Linked DNA regions of Bicyclus anynana: region 2 is linked to region 1. Evidence: chromatin contacts called from public Hi-C data. All regions are on one chromosome and are shown on one strand. Each heading gives the region's core, a stretch centred on a gene start, on an enhancer-like site or on the middle of the called end of the contact. The rest is flanking DNA. Distances are from core to core; before and after follow the strand shown. Region 1 holds the start of LOC112053961 (tubulin beta-1 chain). Region 2 has its middle 10 kb from the start of LOC112053959.

Region 1 (7,751 bases), core at 1,346-3,845:
ACTACGGAAGTTCTGTCGTGGTCCACGTGGTCAGTGCTTAGTTCCATATCCTCTCTCCTTTAACTATAATGGCAGGCGTCCACTGCTCCGCATTGTACGTATCGGACGCATCGCATCAAACGGATTTTAGTATTCTTTGTAGGTTTAGAAAATCATACTATATGTATTTTATCTGCTTACCGAAAAATTAAAAATACGTTTGTTGCGATGCGATGCGAATCTGTAGACGCCATTAAATACGGAATATTTTGTGACTGTGATTCCATTGGCAAGTAAAATATTTCTTTTTTAGGACGAATGCCATGTGGTTGTAGTAGAAAATTCCGAAAGCAATGATGTTTACGAAGAAGAAGAATATTATACAGAGCAGTCCACGTCGTCGCCCCAACACTACCAGCCATCCAACGAAGACAACACACCAGCAGCATCCAGGGCATCTAAAAGAAGACAACACGACCCACTCGAATTGAGCCAGCAAAGCCATATGGAGCAAACCTTCAAGTTTGTGAAAAATATGTACGAGCTTCAAGCCAAGCACAGGTTCAAACATGAAGATGATGAATGCTCAGTCTTTGGCCTACTTATAGCCAAAAAGTTACGCCGACTTTCCGAAGACCGTAGAGACGTGTTAATGGTCAAAATTAATCAACTGTTCATTGACGAACGCCGGGACTCTAGTGCGCCAAACTCCAACTCAACTTTATAATCCTAAGCCAAAATGTTCAGGAATATTTGAAAGACAACCAACCAGGGGCGTAGCTAACGCCGTGACAGCCGTATCAATGATACGGGGCTCCCGGTCTACAGGGGCCCCTTACGTGTGAAAGCAAAAAAAATGTAAAATATAGGTTATCCACAATCTCTTTTTGTCCCTGGTTAAGTTAAGCGTGCGCCCAAAAGTTGGAATAACGGAAACATCTTTTATAGGTTAAATATTCTGTCATATTTATTTATTTTCTTTTTGAGGTAATTTTAGGCCCCCCAACTAATTTTGTTACAGGGCCCCTCCGAGACACGCTACGTCACTAAAACCAACCACCATAATTATATCAAAAGACTTCTGATTCGTTGAAAGAGTTTCTATTGCAGAAACCAAAATAGCTGATGTCCATTTATCTCAAACATTTCGCCTAGACAATAAAATTTTATATAGCTAATATAAAATTGTTTATCTTCACCTCTCTTTTTAAGATACTCATACAAAGCTGTGCAAACTTCCATGTTCCAATATAAATTTGGAAATACATATTTAGTTTGATTTGATACTTATTTTAAAATTATTATAAGAATCTCGCACCTCATGGTTTATAGTTAAACAGGCTAACCATTGAACCTATTCAGCAGTTGAGATTTGAGCAGAAGCCATTGAAGACATTCATTAAATAGTAATTAGTGGGCACATTATTTTGTTGCCATCAAACTTTACGATAACAGGTCGTTGACCCGATGGCTCCGGTGATAATATTCTACTAATACTGTGAATAAATGAACTGCCTCATTGGTCCAGTCATTACGGTTAGTCCATATAGCTTTGGATAGTGAAGTTCTGGTATCAGCAGTATCAGCTGGGCCGATTGAGATGGCTGGTGGGAGGTGGGAGGTTTCGGCTGTGTGTGTGTGCTAGTTACCACGCTACCCGCAAAGACGTACCGCCAAGCGATAGCGTTCCGGTACGATGTCGCGTAGAAACCGAAAAGGGGTGTCTAGGATGAAGTTGGTTAGTTTATACATATAGATTAACACATAGGGTAAACTCCAAAACTATGAGTACCTAACTACTTATGTACTTTAGTTTGTTTTTGCAGATGCATTAAAAATTGATTAAGCAAAAAGAATTTTTATTTTGAACGGTATTTACATTTTACTTGGATTACAGTTAGCAAAAGAATTGGATTAAATTGAATCACTTATTTTAGGTAAGTCAAATTGAACAACAATTCGGATTTTGCTAAGATTGGATCATAGTTAGGGCTGCTACCTTAGACCATTAATAACTTCTTTTAATTCTTATTCTATAAATCTTATTAATGGTCTAAGGCTGCTACCCATAACTTATTATACATATAGTATATCTACCTACGTATGTCTAATGATATCTAACGATATTCCATGGGATATTTTAAATGGTTCATTATTTCATCCCATAGTTAGGTATTAATCGAATTTCAAGTCACCTATTAATATTTCAATTTCAAGCTCAAAAGTTGATTTTGAGATGAGAATTATAGACCAAAGTCAGACTTGAGTCATACATCATAATCTCAGCGAGGCAAGGGTTGCGCAAACTCAGTTCAATTATCGATCAAAATACGTGACTCATAATCCTAAATAATAAATCGTCGAATGATTAGAAAATAGCAGAACTGTAACTAATAAGTACAAATATTTGTACCCGTTCCTAACAACTTATTGTACGAGTATAAGTTATAATTCAAGGAAGTTGAATTGAATTCATATACGATATTTTATACCATTTTCAAATTGATGTCGCAATGCGACAAATGTTGTCGATAAACTTTTCACATCACTCGGTGTTCGATAACCCGCTTTCGAGAGCGCGCAGCGAACGGCGACTACATTCAGTTCGGAGCTCACTTCACTATTCTTCAAACAGCCACGGACCACGGAAGTACGTGGTGCGTGCGGAGCAGAAAATATTAAATAGTGTCAATTGTTAAGTAATTTAAGTTCACAATCACAAAATGAGGGAAATCGTACATATCCAGGCCGGTCAGTGCGGAAACCAGATCGGCGCTAAGGTATTGTAACGTTTTTATATAGATTTTTTGCCTTTTTTTGTCCTAACGTCTGAGAATGCGCGGCCGGCATTTTGTGACGCCTGCGTGCCTCGCAGAGGTGAGCCCGTGAAATAGTCTGTGCAGAATATAGATGAGGCTAGATACCTATTTACTTGATTAATGTACTGTTTAATCAACATTAGAAACGAAATAAAGTTTCAGTAGTACTTAACTCATTAGTTTAAATTTTTTTCCTACAATTTTCAAAAAGTTGATTAAGTACTTACCGTACCTTGACCTGACTGAATTTTACTAATATGCTTTTCAGAATAAGCGATATAGTTCCATTGAGAATCCTTACTTCACTTGAATTTTACTTTTTGTCTGCTCGTTTTACCGCGGCCGCGACGTTTTCTTTTCTAATTCGGTGTTACGGATAAGTCCACGTGTTTGTTCTTACTTGACGCCATTTGCCGGCCGCAATTTCACAAATTCTTTATTTGAATTATGCTTTGTGAAAATCAATGATTTTGTTTGAAATTCGAACTTTCAATTCTGAATCTACTCGTATGTCACGTCATGATCATGAACCTGTTAAATTGTTAATTTGCTAACGAATGCGTCATCTTGACTTGACTTGATCATCTTGGCTCTGCGATCACTTTCTATATTATCTATTGACTTTGGCTCATCTAGATATTCAAGGATTAAGAAAAGGTAGGGTAAAGTACCCATTACTCAGCCTTTTATTGAGTAGGTAATTCAATTTGATTCATTATAAATATTTTAAGTTAAGAACAATGACTTTATCTGATAGGTTTTTTATTTAATTTCCAAAGAAATCAACAAAATAGTGTAATTATGTTAAAATTATAGAAAAAATCAACAAAAAGACAAATTATGGCACTTTTACACAGCGCTCAGCCTCATTTTTCCTGTTCACTCGGTTCAGTGTTAATCAATAGGCATAAACTATTAGAGTAACAAATTTTATATAAATTGCTTAACAGTTGTTGCGGGAATGTTTTCCAGATATTCAAATCACTTTTTTAAGTATAGTATTTAGCTACTAGGTAGCTAGCAGGCCATAATTGCCGCCATAAAAGAAGAAAAACCGTTAGTGTGCGCATAGTTGTGTCCTATTTCAATTTCAAGGTTGCGCGTCCCTCTGATAAGGGCGAACCAATCGGAGCACAGAATTTGTAACGTCTGAACTGAGTTACAATACAATAAGATGTACCTACCTACGAACCCGGTACCCTATCTCCCTTTACTGTATTTTTACCAGCTGCGTCATTCTTTTGTGATAAAATTCCAGGGGGATTTATGCATGGGAATGTTTTTATGTAACTAGATACTCACTTAATAGTGTTAAATACAATAACGCAAAAGTTTGTATGACTAATATTTGTTACTCATTCACGCAAAAACTACTGAATGGAACATTTGGAATTCTAGATTATACCTACTCTGAATTAGTTCTCGCGAAATTTGTGAAAAATCCAAATTTCGTGAAGAATTCTTTTGAAGAACTCGTCAAGTCACTGTATTCTGTAAATCGGACAAAATGTCGTTTTGCCTCTAAATGCAGAAAAATGTCTCGTCAGGAATTTTGGTTAATGTCAGCGGATTCAAGCCGCTGTGATGGAAACGAGCCAACACTGGAGCACACTTTAAATTCATGTCTAATAAAATACCTAATTATGTATTTTCTTGTCTACACTTTGTAAATATAACTGGCAAGAGTGTTCAAACTTCTTAATAGTTAACTAATTGGATAAATGAAGTACCTATACAGTCCAGCTCAAATACCTACTAGAAACCATTGAGTGGAAAATTATTAACTTGGCAGAGCACTTTGATTTGCTGTTTTACATGCATAGGTTACATAGTTTAGGACTGAAGCTTTAATAGTTTAGACCCCACAGTCTAGGTCAGAAAGTATCAAGGTTCAATCTCCGTTCGTCGGACGACTGCTGTTCGATGCTAGACACACACGATTTCGAGAAAAGCGAATATTGGTCATGTTTAATTCAATGTCTGTGTCCAGGTCCAGCTCTTTTATAGCAAAGAATCATGATTGCTTGATTATTTTTCAGAATTTTTGGAACCCGCATTAATTAGATAAATATTTTTTTTGCTTTGCTCCCTTGTTTACAAATTTAACATAGACAATACAGTAAAAATGTTCAAAATAGTCAATAAAAATACCTGGAATTGTAAGCTGCCAATGTCATGTAATATTGTCAAATGTCAATAAGACACAAGTTAAAAAGAAACATTAAATCGTTGACAAAGAGGCATAAACAAAAAAATCCTTAAATTGCTTTAAAAACGCCATATACGAACGCTACTACACGAAGATCACTGACAATCTGTCAGGGTGTGAGTTACAAGCGTGTGGCCATGATAAAAATACTTAATGAATGTTGTCAACTAATGAAAAAATAATTTTATTTAATTAATTTAAAAAAAATGCGGGTTCCAAAAATTTTTTGTTTTGGGTTTCAAGCCCTATATTTTATGTTCTTTTAAGATAAAAATAATTTGTTCTGCTTAATTGACAATTGAAAAGAGGCCCAGCCTCCATAAAAAATTGGGACATGTCCTTTCCGGCTAAAAATTGTCTACTGTTACGCCCGCCTACTATTCGGATTTAAGTCATAATATTTAAATTATATTGGGGTTTTAGTGTATTTCTTCAACCAATTCGAATTCAATAGGTGTTTAAAACAAAAGATAATTTTTCAATTTTATCTACCTTCGGAACATACTTCTATAAAACTTTATAAACCCCGTTTTCATACCCCATGTTTACCCTTGTACCTAAATGTGTTCTTTACCTGCCTGTGAATGTCTTCTCAAAACCTGTTTTAAATTTCGAGATCTATTGTTTCTATTGTTTGAGAAGTGAACTATTAAAGCTGCCAACTTTCGACAATGAAATCATAAATAAGCTTCAGAATTTTTAGTAGCTATAATGTTATATTTTCTAGAATAAGTTACCTGTACTATAAATCATCCAAAAAGGAACATGATGATGATGAGTAACAACACGGAAAAGTCGCGAACGAAGCCTATTCATAAATACCTATTTGGCTTTAGATATACAGCTGTGATCATTTTAGTGTAGGTGGTTACTTGAGTAGGCAGGTAATCGGATTTGGCGAAATCAAGTTTTAATTGGACGTGTAGGAGAGCTTGTCCTAGCACTCGCTACCAAAACCAGACCGACTTATCGGCTTAACTACATACTTTATTTCCTTCCAATTTCCATTAACAATCCACATTTCTAAATGTAGTTCCGAAGGTTTGTGTTACTAATCCTGTTGTCTAGGCGACGCTGACTCATAAAGTCTATAGTGTACTTAAGTTATGTTGCTAATCCACTTATATCCAATAATGAAGAATTGTATTCACGTGTTTGTGTTGATTTGTTAGATATATTTTTTTTTAATAGAAGCTGTATTTTCTTGTCCACAGTTCTGGGAAATAATCTCCGATGAGCACGGCATCGACCCCACCGGCGCCTACCACGGCGACTCGGACCTGCAGCTTGAGCGCATCAACGTGTACTACAACGAGGCGTCCGGCGGCAAGTATGTGCCCCGCGCCATCCTGGTCGACTTGGAGCCCGGCACCATGGACTCCGTGCGCTCGGGGCCTTTCGGACAGATCTTCCGCCCGGACAACTTCGTGTTCGGGCAGTCGGGCGCCGGCAACAACTGGGCCAAGGGCCACTACACGGAGGGCGCCGAGCTCGTGGACTCGGTCCTGGACGTGGTGCGCAAGGAGGCCGAGTCGTGCGACTGTCTGCAGGGCTTCCAGCTCACGCACTCGCTGGGCGGCGGCACGGGCTCCGGCATGGGCACGCTGCTCATCTCCAAGATCAGAGAAGAGTACCCCGACAGAATCATGAACACCTACTCCGTCGTCCCCTCGCCCAAAGTGTCAGACACAGTCGTAGAACCCTACAATGCCACACTATCAGTCCATCAACTAGTCGAAAATACAGATGAAACTTTCTGCATCGATAACGAGGCTCTATACGACATCTGCTTCCGCACGCTGAAACTGTCCACCCCCACGTACGGCGACCTCAACCACCTAGTGTCACTTACCATGTCCGGCGTCACCACCTGCCTCAGGTTCCCCGGCCAGCTGAATGCGGATCTCCGCAAACTGGCCGTCAACATGGTCCCGTTCCCACGTCTTCACTTTTTCATAACTGGGTTCGCGCCACTCACGTCTCGCGGCAGCCAACAGTACCGCGCGCTCACAGTACCCGAGCTCACACAACAAATGTTCGACGCTAAAAACATGATGGCCGCTTGCGACCCTCGACACGGCCGCTACCTCACCGTCGCATCCATCTTCCGCGGCCGCATGTCCATGAAGGAAGTGGACGAGCAGATGCTCAACATCCAGAACAAGAACTCGTCCTACTTCGTGGAATGGATCCCCAACAACGTGAAGACCGCCGTGTGCGACATCCCGCCCCGCGGGCTCAAGATGGCCGCCACCTTCATCGGCAACTCCACCGCCATCCAGGAGCTGTTCAAGCGCATCTCGGAGCAGTTCACGGCCATGTTCAGGCGCAAGGCGTTCTTGCACTGGTACACCGGCGAGGGCATGGACGAGATGGAGTTCACGGAGGCCGAGAGCAACATGAACGATCTAATTTCGGAATACCAGCAGTACCAGGAGGCTACCGCTGACGAGGATGCCGAATTTGACGAAGAACAGGAGCAAGAAGTAGAAGACCACTAGTAGTTGGCCATAACGCGACAAAATACATGCCATTATTGACTCACGTTACACTCGTAACATTAAAGATTCCTATACTGTCATAAAGATATGCTTGCTAATTTTTAACAGAATGCACGACTAAACAAATTTAGATGAAGATAATTAAATGTGCAAACGTTTAAAATAATACATTCCGCGTGATTCCAGCACGTTACACGACATTACACTCAAGGACTAGACCCCAGTGGCTGCAAGCTATCAATG
Region 2 (7,158 bases), core at 2,531-5,030, 34 kb before region 1:
TGGTGTGCTCATTAGGATTTGTGCCGTAATCGCCACGCTGGGCATGCGGGTTGGGTGATCGCAGAGCCAGATTTGATTTGAGCGTGTCGCTGCTGACCGACATAGTATCCCACACTTGTATAGAGAAATTGTTACCCCGCCTTTACTCGGATACCAGAGCCTCGTTCGTTAATTAGCGGTGGCGCACCCCTTATCCCCCCTCATACCTACCCCTATAACTTATTTTAAGAAGGCTGAAATACCATGCTCCTACAATTTCCGGCCTACCACTTATAGAATTTGGTCTGTGGTGGCTTTGGAAGGTAAGTAGCAGGTTTTAAGAGTTCAGATTCTCAAACAACTACATTTAAATTATATTAAGTACGTATTTTTTCATACAACACCGGCATTGTCTGAGAAATCATGTTCCCAATCCCCCCAAAAACACAATTTTTTTTCAGAGAACTAGAAACATGATTCGTCATGACTGACAATCTTTTCAACATCATAAAATACGGTAAGTCTGACTATCGTCGGCTTTTGTTCTGACAGGATTAATGTTTTAAATTCTAATGCCTTTATATTTTTAGCACATTATCTATAGTAGGTAGGTATCTAATTAAATTATAATCGAATATTTTCCTCGTTGGGGCAGCGATAATTTCTATACCATAATATTCGTTTACCGATAATTTTATCCCAGCTTTAGTAGAAAACCTTAACACCGTTACATCATTTTAAACAACCTACATAGACGTTAACTTATAATTATTCCCATCAACTTTAGATATAAAAGATTCGAAGCATCAATGCAGGAACACAACAATGCAATTTACCTAATCTTCAGGGCATTACATAATACTGGTTATGACAAAATTCAATAAACAACCTATTCCGTATTGCCTCAAATACAGATGCATTGTCTGCCCCCCAAAAAACCACTGCATCAAAATCAAAAATAAAAACACTAAGTATTCCGTTTTAATTTTCGAAAATCAAATGTTTACCTAACTACGAGAAAATCCATTTGGCAATTTCCCGAGCTTGTAAAGAGGCTCATGTTCGCAGTGCCGCAAGGCTGTAGAGCGCTTTTCAATTTGATGTGAATTCTCTATAATGCAGCCGCAGTGGAGAACTCTTTGGCAAGCAGGAAACTTTTTAATTTTATAACCAAGCGTAGGGTGACCATGCTTGGCTGTTCTCGAGATTCACATGTGATTTAATTATTGTTTCAAACAAGTACATAGTCAACACTATCAACCTATAATAAGCCAGCCAATCCGAATTGCAACAACCTTGTCGTTGTAAACGTACAGAGGGAATTTTGGGGCTTAAAGCTATTTAAGCTCCGAAATTCCCTCCTGGAAAGATAGATAGCGCATAGAACCAAGTGTACCTAGCAATAACTTAACATCTCGAAAAAGCTATCAAGTACCTACCTTCAGAAAATAGTCGAGTACATCGGTCACATTGACAGTAGAGAAGGAGATAACTTAGAGAAACTTTTTATTACTGGCAAAGTGGAAGGAAAGAGACCTCGAGGATGTAGCCCGATGCGTTGGTCAGATCAAATCCGCACCACTACCGATAGAAAAGTATCATCATCATCATCATCAACCCATATGTAGCTCACTATTTAGTACGAGTCTCCTCTCAAAATGAGAGGGGTTAGTCCAGTAGTCCACCACGCTAGCCCAATGCGGATTGGAAGACTTCACACACGCAGAGAATTGAGAAAATTCTCTGGTATGCAGATTTCCTCACGATGTTTTTCCTTCAACGTTTGAGACGCGTGATATTTAATTTCTTAAAAACGCACACAACTGAAAAGTTGGAGGTGCATGTCCCGGACAGGATTCGAACCCACACCTTCCGGAATCGGAGGCAGAGGTCATATCCACTAGGATATCACGGCTCTATACATATGGGATACGACTCTCAGTAATGAGGAATAAGAAAGAAAGATGGAACCCTCTTTAATATCCCATATAAATCTGATATATAAATCTGATGATGATGATGATTTAGGACTATCTCTGAAAGCCTGTAAATGTAGCGGTACTAGGCCCGCATAGCGTATAGCTTTATTCTAGATAGAGTCTAGGTCGTCGCTCCGTAGATCGATACAGTCTGGAGCGGGTCGGGCCGGTGCGCCGTTCATTTGATCGCTGTTTAACCGACGATTACGTATAACAACAACCGCGCTACATATTGTAATTTAAGGACTTTAACAGATAAAACCAATAAGTATAAGTAGGTACATGTTGTTATCAATTTGTAAATACAATGTGTTTCGTACACCTATTCGTATTCGTACCTATATTCGTATTAAGTGTACAGTACCTTGAAGCTGTGAAAAATCAAACTAACTTAATTTTAACTTTGAAGTTGACTTAAATAAGAATACGGCCGTTTATGCCAAAAAATGTATTATATATTTCGACATTCCCAAGGGAATCAAAAAATATAGCTTAGGTACTCTCCGTTGATCTAGATCCTTAAAACTATGAAATTTGGCAAGTATTTTTAAAAGATTTTAATTACAACACGATACCTTAAATTCAATCTCATTGGAGCAGCATTGTGATTCTAAGTTCAAATCAAAATCAAATCAAAATAATTGGCCATAATTGAGCCCTATAATTGGCTGATATTGATGATAATCGCAAAGTAATCAATCGCAAAGATCGCTTCAATGTTATATAACACATCTTCAAACTGTTAAACTAGTTAAATCAACTAATCGTTCACGGTGGCACTAGACTAGACATGTAGATATACACCTAGGTTTTTCAGTCGTAGGCGGGGCAGCTTTCAATTATTCCATAAGAAGGAAAGAGAAGAGCTCTACGACTGTCCCGCTCTCACATTGGCCGGGATCCGTGGGATGCTGCTCGTTACCATAGCAACGGGAGATGGAAGCTGGGTCTAGATTCAGGTTAGGTATTAAGTGTTATGTAAAGGTCGTACCCGTATTGATTTTTAGTGATATTCTGTCAGATTCATAGCTAGGCTTGGCTAGCTGTATTATCATGTATCTACCCAACCTAAAGACTTAAAATTAAAGCTGTGAGAGTTTCAATGAAGAACCCACAACTACTTCAACGAGGTGTTTTTGTTATGCCTATCACACATTATATTATTAGTGTTTGTCTCATTGGTCAAGTGCCTATGTATGTCGAGGTCCTGAAACCTGGGTTCCAGTCTTGGGTCAGGCTATGAAATACTAACCTCTTCTTTATTCAAAGAAATTATTAGTAAAAATTTTCAAAATTAGTGATTATACAATCACCAACTTTAACACTCCACGTTATGAAGCTGGTCATTTTCATTTTGATAGTAATTGTTATAGAGTCAAAACATTGCTCGTTAATCAACATTGGTTGCGGGTGTAAGCTCCATAAAGAGGGAGGCCTGAAGATCCGCAAAATAACCAAAGTCACCGACATAGCTCAACGAGTCGCAAAGAAGAAGTGGCAGTGGGTGGGGCATATAGTTCGAAGAGCCGATGGACGTTGGGGTCCTAAGGCTGCAGTGGCGACCCCGCACTAGAAAGCGCAGTGTGGGTCGACCACCCATCAGGTGGACTGATGACATCAAGCGAGTCGCAGGGATTCGCTGGATGCAGGCGGCTCAGTATCGTGATGTTTGGAAGTCCCTACAAAAGGCCTATGTCCTGCAGTGGACGTCCATCTGATATGATGAAAATAGCTTGATAATGATATTATACAGGTTATAAAAACGTCTCAGTTGTTAAGGATTAAGTCCTCTGGTGGCATAGTGACACACTGCACTCATCTGGCCATATATGGCGCGGCGGCTCCTACGTACCGTATATATACGTAAGGTATTACTGCTCGTCTGTACGTAATGCTAGTGGGCGGGTTAAGTAATTGTTTGTCACAATAACCGACACCATTTGCATTATTACTCACACTTTTAAAGCTAGTTGATTTATTTTATTTATTTATTTATTTATTTATTTATTTGCTGAGAACACATACATTCTAATGTATTCAGCCATTTCTGGCATACAACAGTTTATATTACAAATACTATTAACAATATATAAAAAAAAAATGAATTTAATAGCAGATGATTAATCAAGAAATAAAAATTAGAACAAGTAAAACATTACAATCTGTGCAGGTACGAGTATGTCAAATAATAATAATATAATAATAATCTTTACAATGTCATAGGATAAACATAATTAATAAATACAAACAAAAAAAAAAAAAAAAAATTGAAATATTAAAAATGTCACAATACATAGTTTTTTATTTGCTTTTATAATTAAAAAAATCTCTAGTTGAATAAAATCCATAATTAATGAGCCACTTTCTAAGTGCGGGTTTAAATTTTTTATAGGGCAATAATTTTATGTTTTCGGGCAACGAATTAAATATTTTAATACCCATACAATGGCAACTTTTTAGGTATGTTGCAGTTCTGGGAAATCTGCCCAAGACTAATTTTTGGGGATGTCTTAAGTTTCTATTGCTTTGGTCCTGTGCCTTCACAAACAGATTCATATTAGATTTAACAAAAAGCGCTAATTGAAATATATACAGGCAAGGCAGAGTTAAAACTTCAATTTTTTTAAATAGAGGCCTACATGAATCAGTAGGGAGACATCCAAATATCGCACGAATACACTTTTTTTGTGCAATGAAGGCTCTTTCTAATTCACATGAATTACCCCATAATATTACACCATATCTTAATATCGATTCCACATTTGCAAAATAAACCATTTTCATTATTTCAAAAGATGTAGTTTTACGTAGTCTATTTAAAACAAATTTATATTTATTAAGTTTATTACATATATTGTCTAAATGTACTTTCCAGTTTAGATGTTTGTCAATTTTCAGTCCTAGAAAAGTTACATAATCTACCTGGTGAATTTGTTGTTTGTCATGACTTAAATTTAAGTTAATAACCTTTTTATTATTATAATAGCTAAAATACATATAATTCGTTTTGGTTAAATTTACAAAAAGATTGTTGTCAGTAAGCCAATTCACAACTGTTTTGATTGTGTTATTGATGTCAATTTCGCTGTTTATTATGTCATTACTACAAGTTTTTATAATTGATATGTCATCAGCAAATAATATATATTTATCAGAAGTTACGTCAGGGAGGTCATTAATATATAATATAAAATAATGTTTTTTAAACTATGAGCTCTGACAGAGAGGTCCTTTGTTCGATTTCTTCATTATCAGCATATCAGCTGACTGTTGAGCACGAGTCCCTCTCAGAATAGAGGGGTTAGATGTCAATAGTCCACCACGCTGGCCCAATGCGGATCAGCAAACTTTACACACATAAATAATTATTTAATTATGTGAGTAAAATGATAATCTATACTTATAATAAATTTGTAAATAGGCACAATTATCCGCCCACTTTAATAAGACGCGAGTATATTAAAGTGGGCGAATAATTGTGCCTCTGAGTATATTTCTAAAATAACTATCAGGGGGTGATTAGTGATCGATAATAATGCCAAAAATGCAATTTGTAAAATTTTTGTATGTGTGTCTGTCTGCCTGTATATTCGTTATAGAAACAAAAAGTACTCGACGGATTTTAACGAAATTTATTATTCTTCATACTCCTGGGCAGGTTATAGTATACTTTTCATCACGCTACCGTCAATAGGAGCAGAGCAGTGAAGGGAAATGTTGGGAAAACGAGAGAAATTTCTCAATTTTTACAGCGATACTATTGTAAGGGCTGGATTAAAGAGATCTAAAGGCGGACGAAGTCGCGGGCGTCCGCCAGTTTAATACAAAAAATACAACCTAAACTTCTTCAAAATCTAAAAACGAATCCGCTAAACTAAAAAGCGAAAATAATAACATAATATTATGCTCTACCTGCTGATCAGTAAAAAGGCGGTCCTATCAGAAACGGTTTAAATTAAGACAACACTGGTTTAGCATCGCCTATAAACTGATGGACGTACGAGAACCTATTGTTAAAATGTAAAATGAATCTATTAAAGGGTTAAGACTATTTTTCTCGCCTACGAAGTCCGGGCATTACAGACGGACGTTCGTTCGCTAGTTAGCATAGCATAGGTATTAGGAAAATGTCCTTTTCACGGACAAACCACTTTTATCTGAAGATCGTCTCAATCCCCGGGCAAATAAGCCTGTAAATGAAGACAAACGCTCATAGAAATTGGCTTATAACAGCATAAGCTACATTTAAAACACGCAATATCGCCTGTAGCTCGTATTGCGTTGGAATAGGGACGGTTTTGGGGAATTTCGGCGGTAAATAGTTAATGGTGATTGTAATAGGAATAGGCTGGATCGCCTACGCGTGTCTGTACAGAGTAATGAACACACAGACACATATTTTTAATTATATAATTTATAAAAAATACTTGATAGTTTTCAAAACTTTTTCGATAATTTTGATTTTCTTAATTTGAAAATTACGCTCACATCTACACTCACATCTACCGAGCGAGTTTTACATTTTTTGCGGCATTGGAGACATATTGGAGAGGCCTTGTTCTTCATTTTGCATCTTTTTAATCGATCATGAATTTTCGCAGTTTGACAAGTTTCAATTCTACTAACTGAGACTGACCAAGGAATTTAAGGGAGCCAGCAGAAGGATCAGAGGAAGGATAGATCTTTCCAGAACAAAAAAGCTATGCCACATAATCTAAGCTAATATTAGAAAGACTTGTTTTTTTATTTGTTTGTTACGAAGAGGCTGCGAAACTTCTTCCAAACCTTCACCAGACACCTTAAATGCATATATCTGCAAATAAATAAATTGATTGATTGATTAAATGTTTAAATCATAACACATACGCTTGCCCCTATATGAATAAGCGATGGAAGCTGCGACACGGTGAAATTACATCCCGGTTTTATCTTAAATTACACAATACACAATATATACCCGTACTTATACGTACATACCCGTACGCATGTAAACTTAGCAATAAGTTTTAGTAATAAATTTATTGTTTTTCTATTTACAAATAAAGATTAGTGACGTGATAGACCGGTGGATGTGACCTCTACCTTCGATTCGGAGGGCCTAGTTTCGAATCCGCTCCGGGGCATGCACCTCCAACTTTTGGTGAAGGAAAAACATAGTAAGGAAACCTACCTGAGAATTTTCTTAATTCTCTACGTGTGT

The links. A called contact is a pair of places that touch in the nucleus more often than the background predicts.
Region 2: a contact with region 1 is called in a Hi-C map of whole body, with 2.6 times the contacts expected there. The contact joins the enhancer-like site here to the promoter of LOC112053961 in region 1. A contact is called at or near these places in 2 of 2 Hi-C or Micro-C datasets (whole body and whole larva).

Annotation. Positions count from the first base shown.
Region 1 is chr2:18,674,240-18,681,990 of ilBicAnyn1.1, reverse strand. It overlaps LOC112053961 (tubulin beta-1 chain), which reads left to right and starts at 2,595. Exons shown (of 2, transcript XM_024093597.2): 1 at 2,595-2,759; 2 at 6,222-7,751. The coding sequence starts at 2,703. The coding sequence ends at 7,508. It overlaps LOC112053960, which reads left to right. Exons shown (of 3, transcript XM_024093596.2): 3 at 293-1,980. The coding sequence ends at 706.
Region 2 is chr2:18,710,058-18,717,215 of ilBicAnyn1.1, reverse strand. No RefSeq gene overlaps it. Among protein-coding and RNA genes, the nearest start is that of LOC112053959, 10 kb to the left of the region's middle. Within about 2 kb of position 3,780, at least 6 of the 8 cell types and tissues checked have open chromatin away from gene starts, as enhancers often do.